Regions from separate parts of the Mus musculus genome. Here all the other regions are linked to region 2. The links are chromatin contacts, called in public HiChIP or PLAC-seq maps. All regions are on one chromosome and are shown on one strand. The core of a region is the stretch at or near the end of the contact, and the rest is flanking DNA. Distances in the headings are between cores, read along the strand shown.

The links. HiChIP or PLAC-seq counts read pairs in DNA pulled down with a chosen protein or histone mark.
Region 1: an H3K4me3 HiChIP or PLAC-seq map of embryonic stem cells shows a contact between it and region 2, with 4 times the contacts expected there. The contact joins two enhancer-like sites. A contact is called at or near these places in 3 of 115 datasets of contacts at active chromatin or transcription factors (astrocytes, embryonic forebrain and embryonic stem cells).
Region 3: a contact with region 2 is called in an H3K27ac HiChIP or PLAC-seq map of embryonic stem cells, with 3 times the contacts expected there. The contact joins the promoter of Arhgef10l here to the enhancer-like site in region 2. A contact is called at or near these places in 3 of 39 promoter capture datasets (hippocampal neurons, liver and pre-B cells), 6 of 484 Hi-C or Micro-C datasets (B cells, the N1E-115 cell line, cardiomyocytes and 2 more), 5 of 115 datasets of contacts at active chromatin or transcription factors (embryonic basal ganglia and embryonic stem cells) and 1 of 9 other capture datasets (embryonic stem cells).

The regions. Positions count from the first base shown.
Region 1 is chr4:140,639,433-140,642,275 of GRCm38.p6, forward strand. All of the region lies in intron 1 of Arhgef10l (Rho guanine nucleotide exchange factor (GEF) 10-like), which reads right to left. Among named protein-coding and RNA genes, the nearest start is that of Arhgef10l, 25 kb to the right of the region's middle. Within about 2 kb of position 1,494, at least 19 of the 459 cell types and tissues checked have an H3K27ac peak or open chromatin away from gene starts, as enhancers often do. A contact at or near this core is called in embryonic stem cells, where this site is marked.
Region 2 is chr4:140,101,901-140,104,804 of GRCm38.p6, forward strand. All of the region lies in intron 3 of Igsf21 (immunoglobulin superfamily, member 21), which reads right to left. Among named protein-coding and RNA genes, the nearest start is that of Gm52685, 33 kb to the left of the region's middle. RefSeq lists an enhancer at 970-2,904. Within about 2 kb of position 1,606, at least 46 of the 459 cell types and tissues checked have an H3K27ac peak or open chromatin away from gene starts, as enhancers often do. A contact at or near this core is called in embryonic basal ganglia and embryonic stem cells, where this site is marked.
Region 3 is chr4:140,664,628-140,667,327 of GRCm38.p6, forward strand. Arhgef10l (Rho guanine nucleotide exchange factor (GEF) 10-like) reads right to left here and starts at 1,260. Exons shown (of 29, transcript NM_001290803.1): 1 at 1,129-1,260.

The DNA.
Region 1 (2,843 bases), core at 244-2,743, 540 kb after region 2:
CTCCACTGGCAATAGGTGTCAACAGTCCTGAAGGGTCAAATACAACATCTATGAGACAGGCTACTTCTCACTTGGGGAATGGAGGCATTCAGAGGTCAAGATCAATGGGGAATCCACGGCAGAATAATTAATGCATATGTTAAAGTCTCTGAAAAGTCCTAAGTACCAGACTCTGGCGAGCCAATGAAGACAAAGGGACCGGGCGTCCCTAAGTGGGCAAAAGCCCCACCCACCAAGATCCTACCCTGGTGACATGCCAACAGGAGGCAACATGCCGAGATAAACCGAGGCTGACAGGGACTCTCAGGGTTTCAAGGGAAGGCTCCAGAGTCACACGGGACAGTGCTCACACCTAACACGCAACCGTGCGACTTTGGGCTGACTGCTCACGTTTGCCCGCCTCATCTGTACAATGGAGATAAATTAGCCTGCGCCTTACTTACAAAACAACTAAACCAGATGATGGGCCGCGGTGCCTGTGGTGCCAGTGGTGGGACGGTGTGCCCGTGGTGGGACATGGTGCCCATGGTGAGCCGCGGTGCCCATGGTGGAACGCGGTGCCCGAGGTGGGACGTGATGCCCGTGGTTAGGACTCCAGCCCTGTAGGCCCCGTTCATGTCTCCCTGCTTTGGGGCTCTATAGGGCGTGGCTTGCCCACAGAGGCTGTACTCAGAGTGGGCGGGTCCTTGAGACCTGCCTGACATCTTGTCATCCCCACATGAGGTGTGGGCTTGCCATCTCTGAAACACAGCTCCCCATGGGGCAACCTCCCTCCATGGCCTCATGTGACCCGGGTTAATCAAATCCTGGACCTGACCCATGTGGTTTTCCCGGACACTCCAAGAAACTGACGCCCTGAAAGCTTTCAATCCGACCAAGTAAGTGGCTCCGGGAAGACCCACGCCCTGCTTCCCATCACCAGAGGCCCGGGAGACTACAAAGACAAAGTTCAAGGCTGAAAGATCTGTCCTGTGAGCCCCTCCCTGAGGTTACTCAATCTCCTGCGTCTGCACCTGAGAAAGCGTGTTTCATCCACCCTCTTAGGCTCTGTGACCTTGGGCAGGTTGCTTAACCTCTCTGAGTCTCTGAACTCCTCCTTCATAAAAAAAGAACTGAGCAGTGAACAGGAGGAAGCAAGCAAGATTCAGACACCAGGCTCGTCCTCGGGGGCTTGTACCAGCTTCAAAGGGTTTCCTGTGTCTCCTCCTCTTCCTCCTCACCCAATAGGTCCTCGGGATGAAAATTCTGATTGTGCATTCCCTTGGGACCCAAACATTTGAACGGCCCCAAAGTCCTTCCAGGTGACTCGGAGGTCTCCCATGAGTGGTCAGAGTCCTCCCCCAGCCTCCCCTTGCTCTCCTACCCCCTCCTCAGCTGCGAATCTCTGCTCTGCATCTGCGCCTGTATCCAGAAGGCGCTAACTAGACAGGCGTCAGACAGATGGACCTCTGCACACTTCTGGCAACCTCTTGGCAAGACCGAAGGAGGTCACCAAGGTCACGGACAAGGTAGCTTGCTGCCCTACCTCCCTTTACACAGCTGGGCGTGGTGGGAGCCTCTCCTGGCTACACAGCCAGAATAATGCTTGCACCTCTGACTTAGGGTTGATCTTCCCAGATCCCAACCCTAGAACTGCATGCAGGTCAGGTTCCTCACAAGTGGGCTCCCAGACTCTCATGTGGCCCCTGCGCAAACCTCTAAATGTGACCTCGTGCTGAACCAAATCCCGTTCCCCCCCCAAGCCATCCCTCAACTCCCCCACAAACTGGCGCATTCACTAACACTGCCACCAACCATGTATACAAAAGAAAAATCTACAAGTCACCTGATTTCTTCCTCCCTCCACCCGCCCTCTGCATAAAGTCTTAGTTTGCAATTCTAGCTGATTCTATCTCAGACACATAACCCTGATCCCACGCTTATCCAAGCTCCCTGGCACAACCTGAACCTATACCCTGGTTCCCCATGGCCCAGGGAGCCTACAGCCTCGCCCAGCAGATTGCTAAAATCTTCAAGTGACTATGGCAACTCACGGAGACTGAGGTAGGTGGAGCACAGAGCATGTGTGCCAGTGTATGGCTCAAACCTTCCTGAACTCCCACGCTGTCTCCATCCATTTATCCCCTCCACTGACTTGAAACTATGGCCTCCCTACCCTGAGTCTGGCCCTCAGCCCTGGATACCCAGGCAAATGCCTCCAAGTCGTGGCCACTCAGTCCAAGTGTCTCAGATAAATTATCAGCAGACAGGCTACTGCTTAACGGATCACAGAGGTGGGGAGGTGAGATCTAGCTGATATCCTGAGGTGGTTGTTGTTGCCTGCCCTGGGAAGGGACTGTGAGATCTCAGTTTCTCCCAGTTTCTTTCCTCTCTGGCAAACACTCCCACCATTACAATGCCATCTGCCATCTGTTGTGAGCCTGTCATCAAAGCTCAGTATGCCAAGGCACTTGTCACCAAGCCTGACAACCTGAGCTCAATCCCCAGGACCCAAGTAGTAGAAGAAAAAGACTTGACTACCTCTAGTTTGTCTCTGACATCCACAAAAGCATCAAGACACACACACACACACACACGCACACACACACACACACACACACACACGCTAAAGAAATTCATGTAAGGCATAAGTAAAAAGAATGTTACCTAAAAATATGTCATTCTGGTGTAAGAATTCTTTTGATCTAAAGGCCCTGCGCAAGCAGGGGGACAGCCCTGTGCAAGCAGAGGGGACAGGAGTGTCTCTGCCTGCTCCCTTCTGTCTACAAGCAGGGCCTACATTTCCCTTTGTGACAGGGACATAAATCTCTCTCCCTTAAACAGGAAGCAGAGGAATGTTGTCT
Region 2 (2,904 bases), core at 356-2,855:
AACTCTCAAAGGACCACGGATGCTCGGCTCTTTGGACTGAACCAGTAATAACTGTGTCTATTTAAAACCCAGAAGTGTGTTTTCATTAGAGATGATTTCAAAGGACTTCTGTAAGGACCATTGTCTGCCTACTCGGAGTGGCCTTGTCCCTTTCTGGGCACCTTCCCACCTCCACTGAACATACCGTGTCTCCACTCAGAGCTCCAGTCCCCCCTCCCACCAGCCATATCCACTTTGCCTCAAAGCCACTTTTGACTTCAGATCCACTTTCAATGCCACTGTGGCCACCATCTCCTCAGCCCTGCCAGCTGAGTCACCTCGGCGTGTGTCTGAGCAAGTCCTCAGACAGCTCCGGCTTCACTGTTGCAATGGTTAGCTATATATCTGTTTGGACTCCACTTCCCCTCTTTCTAGACTCCACCATATACTGTCTCTCTCTAAATGTCAAACAGACTCTGGGGTGCTGAGGAGGGGAGGAGGGACTGACCCTCGGGGAAACCTAGCTGTCTGGTGAAAGCATGGGGAAGGACAGACAGGTTTTAATGCCTGATGGGGACTCCATGGTATCCAATTTCTAGTGTACACGTCAGAGCCACTGGGGACAATCACTTCCTTCAGTGTCTACCTGCCAATGCCCCACCCCCACCCCACTTTCTGCTATCATATATCATAGCAGTATGCTCAGCTCATGCTGTGCTCAAACAGCCAGTCGGTCTCCGTGGGTGAGAGAACACGTGCTACCAAGTGTTTGTGGGACTCTGGTACCAGGCCCCAGCGTCCTCCGGGGATCACTTAGCTTTCTTGTCTCAGTAACCAGGGTGAACTTTCAAATGCAGGTCATGGTGGGCCAGCTGCTCTCCGTGGCTCCCCGTGGCTCCCGGGGTGCTGAGGGTAAATTGCTACTTTGTTATTTCCTCTGCCCTGGCCATGCTCCGCCCCAGGCAGCCCTTCTCACCCCAGGGCCTTTGTGCTTGCTCTGCCTGCTTTTTGGAGTGACCCCTGCTTTCCTGCCCCACCCTCTGTGCATGACTGTTTGCACTCTAGTTCTCAGCTTGGATGTCTTCTGTGACACACGGGCCCTATTCCCTGCGACCCACCCTTGATCAGGAGTGCCCTGATTTGCATGGCCTCTATTTGCATGGTCCCTATTTGCATGACCCTTATTTACATGGCTGTGATTTGCAAGGTAGAGATTGCACCCTGGAAGTTGCTTGGATAAAGGCTCAAACTAAGCCTGGCCAAACCCATGCAGGGGACAGCACAACTACTGCCTAAGTGTGAAGACTAGAGTCTATCCTCACAGTCAAGTTATTGGCTGGACTAGTGAAGTGGCTAGGCTCTCAGGTAGGAGAGCACGTTTCAGTGTACGACATAGAGAGAGAGATCGAGGAAGCATCATTCTGCATACCCGTGTGTCCCCACACAAGTCACACACACACACACACACACACACACACACACACACACACACACACACGGACACGGACACGGACACGGACACGGACACGGACACTTTACAGCTCCTTGCTTTACCCTGTTCTCTAGTTAAGGCCCCGCCCATTCCCTACTCCTGTTAAGGCCCCGCCCACCCCCTACTCCTGTCTAAGGAGCGAATCCTCCACTCCCAGCCAGTCCCTTCCCCACTACCCCGAATCCCTCACACACTGAATGGACGAACCCTCGAGCCCAAGGTAGCATCACAAGGACTCACACCTGCGTCCGCAGGAGGCAGGCACCCTGTCGTCGACCAGCTTCTGCCGATCGCGTCCCACCAGCTGGGGACAAACACGGGGAGTCCCTGGGGCTCCTTGAGGCTCCCCAGGAAATTGTTCTCTGCCGGTTTCTGGTAATATTCCCAGCCTCATTCTCACCCCGCTTTCCCAGCTGAAGAGGAAGCAGCTGAACAGCTGTGGAGCTGGGACTCTGGGCTGAGATGCATTAATTTGTAAATATCTTCATTTATATGTAAATGCGGAGCCCGGAGCCCCGCCGCTGGCCCTAATGGGGCCTTGCAGCCTGGTACTGCGGCTCTTCCTTCACTGGCTGGCCACGGGAAGATGTTCCCAACACTGCTTGATTTCATTAAGTCTCTTCTTTCACTGGCCCCTGTGTCCCCTACATATGGTGGCTCTGCTCCCCGGAGTGCCCTCTGCTCAGGATACCCAGGTGTCTCAGAGTGCAGAAACTCAGCATGAACATGGAGGACTAAAGGAGCCCGGCACATAAATCCTAGGACTGAACTTAAGTCCATGCTGCTGTGTGACTTTGGAAAAGTCCTATACCCTCTCTGGGCCTTATTTTCATTAACTGTAAAACAAAGACGGCACCATGGTATAGGTGTAGGAAGAGGTGGTTTGGGGTTTGATCAAGTTCATGTCATTCCAATGGGAGACCCTTAGCTGGGTCATCCCTTGGCCTTACTGAACTGTGACCCCTTCTGTAAAATAAAATGCAGAAAAGGGGGAGTTAAAAATGTTACTTTTCCAAGTTCAAGGGGTTAGCTGAAGATAGAGAGCAGCAGAAGAGATAGAAGTGTGTACATAGGGGCTTTCAGGATGGGGGATCCCGTGCAAAATTGGCTTTGCCTTGCGGTGGGGAGAGAGGGTTGCTTGAAGCTTAGGGGTGAACACCTTCAGCTCAGAGTTATGTTTGGGGACCAGGAAACTCTGACCCCAGGTCACCTGTCCACCGAATGGGTCAGCCAGCATTTGACTTGGAGAAAATGGGCACCAATGTCTAACACATTCCATTCTAGGATTACAGGAAGATAGTCTAGTCAGCCTGCTTTCGGGGGGCGGGGGAGGGGCGGGGGGCTGGGAGGCTGGGGGGGGGAACTGGCTCAAGATCACTGGGTAGGAAGTGGCTGTGCCAGGATTTGAAGCCTTCAGGCACCTGCTGGCTTTC
Region 3 (2,700 bases), core at 10-2,509, 560 kb after region 2:
TAGGCCTTGGTCCCATAACTACAGGGTCAGTCACCACCACGGGGGTGGTTGTTCCCGCCCTGTCCAGTTAGCCAGGCTGTTGTGAGTGCCCTAGGGGGCCAGTAACATAGATAACTTTGTAAACTGTCAAGTACCTTGGTGAGACGCTGCCTCATTGATCACCAGAGTCCCTCCACAGAAAGCAAGAGGAGGCGGGGGACATGGTAATAATGGGAAAGAAGAAGCTGACTTAGGATCGAGGCTCCTCTTGTCCTCTGCCACGCCCACCCTGCCTCCTCCTTAAACCCCAGCTCCCCTTTTCTCCATCCATGAGAGGGGCTACTTCGCCCCTCTAGGCCTGTGATCAGAATAGCACGGACTCATTGGGGTTACTGAAAGATTAAGCTCGTCACACAGGCACTGCACTGTGCTAGCCAAATGAAAGCATGAAACGGGGACCCAGTTGAGTTCATTATGTTATCATTGGCCAGATGTTGACCAAACAATGAAATAGATCCTTTGAAACCAGTGAGCCGTCCATCACCAGAGGCAGTCAAGCTATGGCTAAAAAGCAACCTGTCAGAGACGCAGGGCAAGGCTGCCTAGTGACCTTTAAAATGCCACCCAACCACAAACGGGTACAATCTCTGCCAAGGAAGCTGTATAAACTGTAGTCCCTCCCTTTAGATGGGAAAGGCAGGGATGGGAAGGGACAGGACTGGCAGAGGAGGCCACCAGGGTATGAACACGGGAGAAACAAGCAGGCAGCCATGGAGCAGCAAGGAAGACCGAGAGTGGATCACTAGTGTCCAGCCACTGTGCCACCTCAGCATTCTCCGGGGGTTCGGAGCCTCAATTTTCCAACTATAACGATATTCTGAAGCCACAGAAAGCCTTCTCAACCTCCGTAAGCCTAAAAATAGGGTAGGGAACTCCCACCACACACCTGTGCTCCTGGATCCTTCCATGTCCCTCCTCCCACATCGTCCTCGTTAGCCCCCAAGCCTCCTTGTCATCTCAGGGAGAGCCGGGAACCCCAGAGCCCAAAGGTGTCAACGCAGGAGACCCTCACTACCTCCATCACATTCAAAGAACCTCTTCCAACTCTGCAAAGAACGAAGAGGGCTTAACTGGGAGAGACTGACCGACCTGGATTGCGCACAGTCCAACTGTGGTCCTCAGGGGAGAAGATGCCAGTGACCGGGGCAGGCGCCACCAGCGGGCAAGCATCTGGTGGGGAAGCTGCTGGTGGACTGAGCAGGAGCCTCAGGTCTGACACACTCGGGCTCCTGAGCCAGGCTTGGCTGGGCTTGCTGACAACCCAGCTGTATGAGTCATTAACCCGCCAGACCTGCTGGGCCGGTGCATTGGACACGGAGGCGGGCAGAGGGTGAAGGCGGAAGACTGGAGGACTGGAGGGGGCCCTGGCCTCTACCACCAGGAAGGGTTAGGCTGAGTCAGTCCCAACCTGGCTGGGCATATATCCCTCAGCCCAGCCCGGGAGGCCCAGGGAGTTAGCCAGGGTAGAAAGGAGAAAAAAAAAAAAAAAAAAAAAAAACAAAGATGGGTTTTCAAGGAGTGCTGAGCCCAGGGGATCTGCTGTCCCCTGGTAGGATGGGGCTCAAGACAGGACTCCGGGATGGGTGGGGCCCTATATGATCTAGATCCTTTAACCAGGTAAGATGGGAAGGGCCAGGAGGAAAGATCTTCTCCAGGACAGCTAAGTGACAGCTGTGTGGCCTCAGACAAGCGGTCTGGTCTCTCTGAGTCTCAGTTATCTGCTTGTTAAACTGCAGGCATAATAATAGTAATAATAATAGCCTCTGAATGATAGCACTAGGAACAGGGTCACCACCACGGGCTTCTGGCTCCTAGGGACAGCAGCTCAGGTCACAGAGTGTGTCTTTGGTGATGCAGGATAGGGGAATGGCTTTGCCAAAGTCATCTTCCTCGCTGTCGGTGTGGATGAGCACAGATTTGACCAACATCTCGCTTGCTCGTCAAGAACACAGGCATCTGAACATCAGGAAAGTCCATTGATCACAGTTGCTCCGCCTACTCCTTGAGCCCCAGGAAAGCCCAGCTGGAGACACAAAGGTAGCCCCACCCTCTCGCACCAAATCCATGCAGATCCATGGCGGTGAGCATGACTGAGCTCATAGTAAAAGACCAAAGCAGTTCTGTGCCCTCCACCGAGACTCCAGAGCCTGAGGTGTTAGATCAGGGACAGGCAACTGCAATCCTAGGGCTACATCTGGCCTGCCCTTGCTTGCCTAAAATAAATATACATGTATCTGAATGTGATCACTTATCATCGCAGCCTTGGGGATACTGAGGCAGGAAGATCTCTGGGAGTCAGAAGCCAGCCCTAGGCTGCATGGTAAGTTCCACTTGTGGAGACGCTGTCACTAAAACGCAAAGCGAACAGAAAAACATGCATTTGATCCTCCTCCTCTCTTTCCAGGGGTTCTGTAGACACCGAAGCCTAGCTGAGTCCTGACAGAGACTGCAGTTCCCAGTAGCCCCAGGGAGTTACACTGGCCTGTTAGGAAGAAAACCTGACAATGGTGACTCTGATGTTGGTGATGATAGTGGTAGTGGTGATGATGGTGATGATGGTGATAGTGGTGATGATGCTGATAGTGGTGATGGTGGTGATGATGATGGTGATGATGATGATGGTGATAGTGGTGATGATGGTGATGATGATGGTGGTGGTGA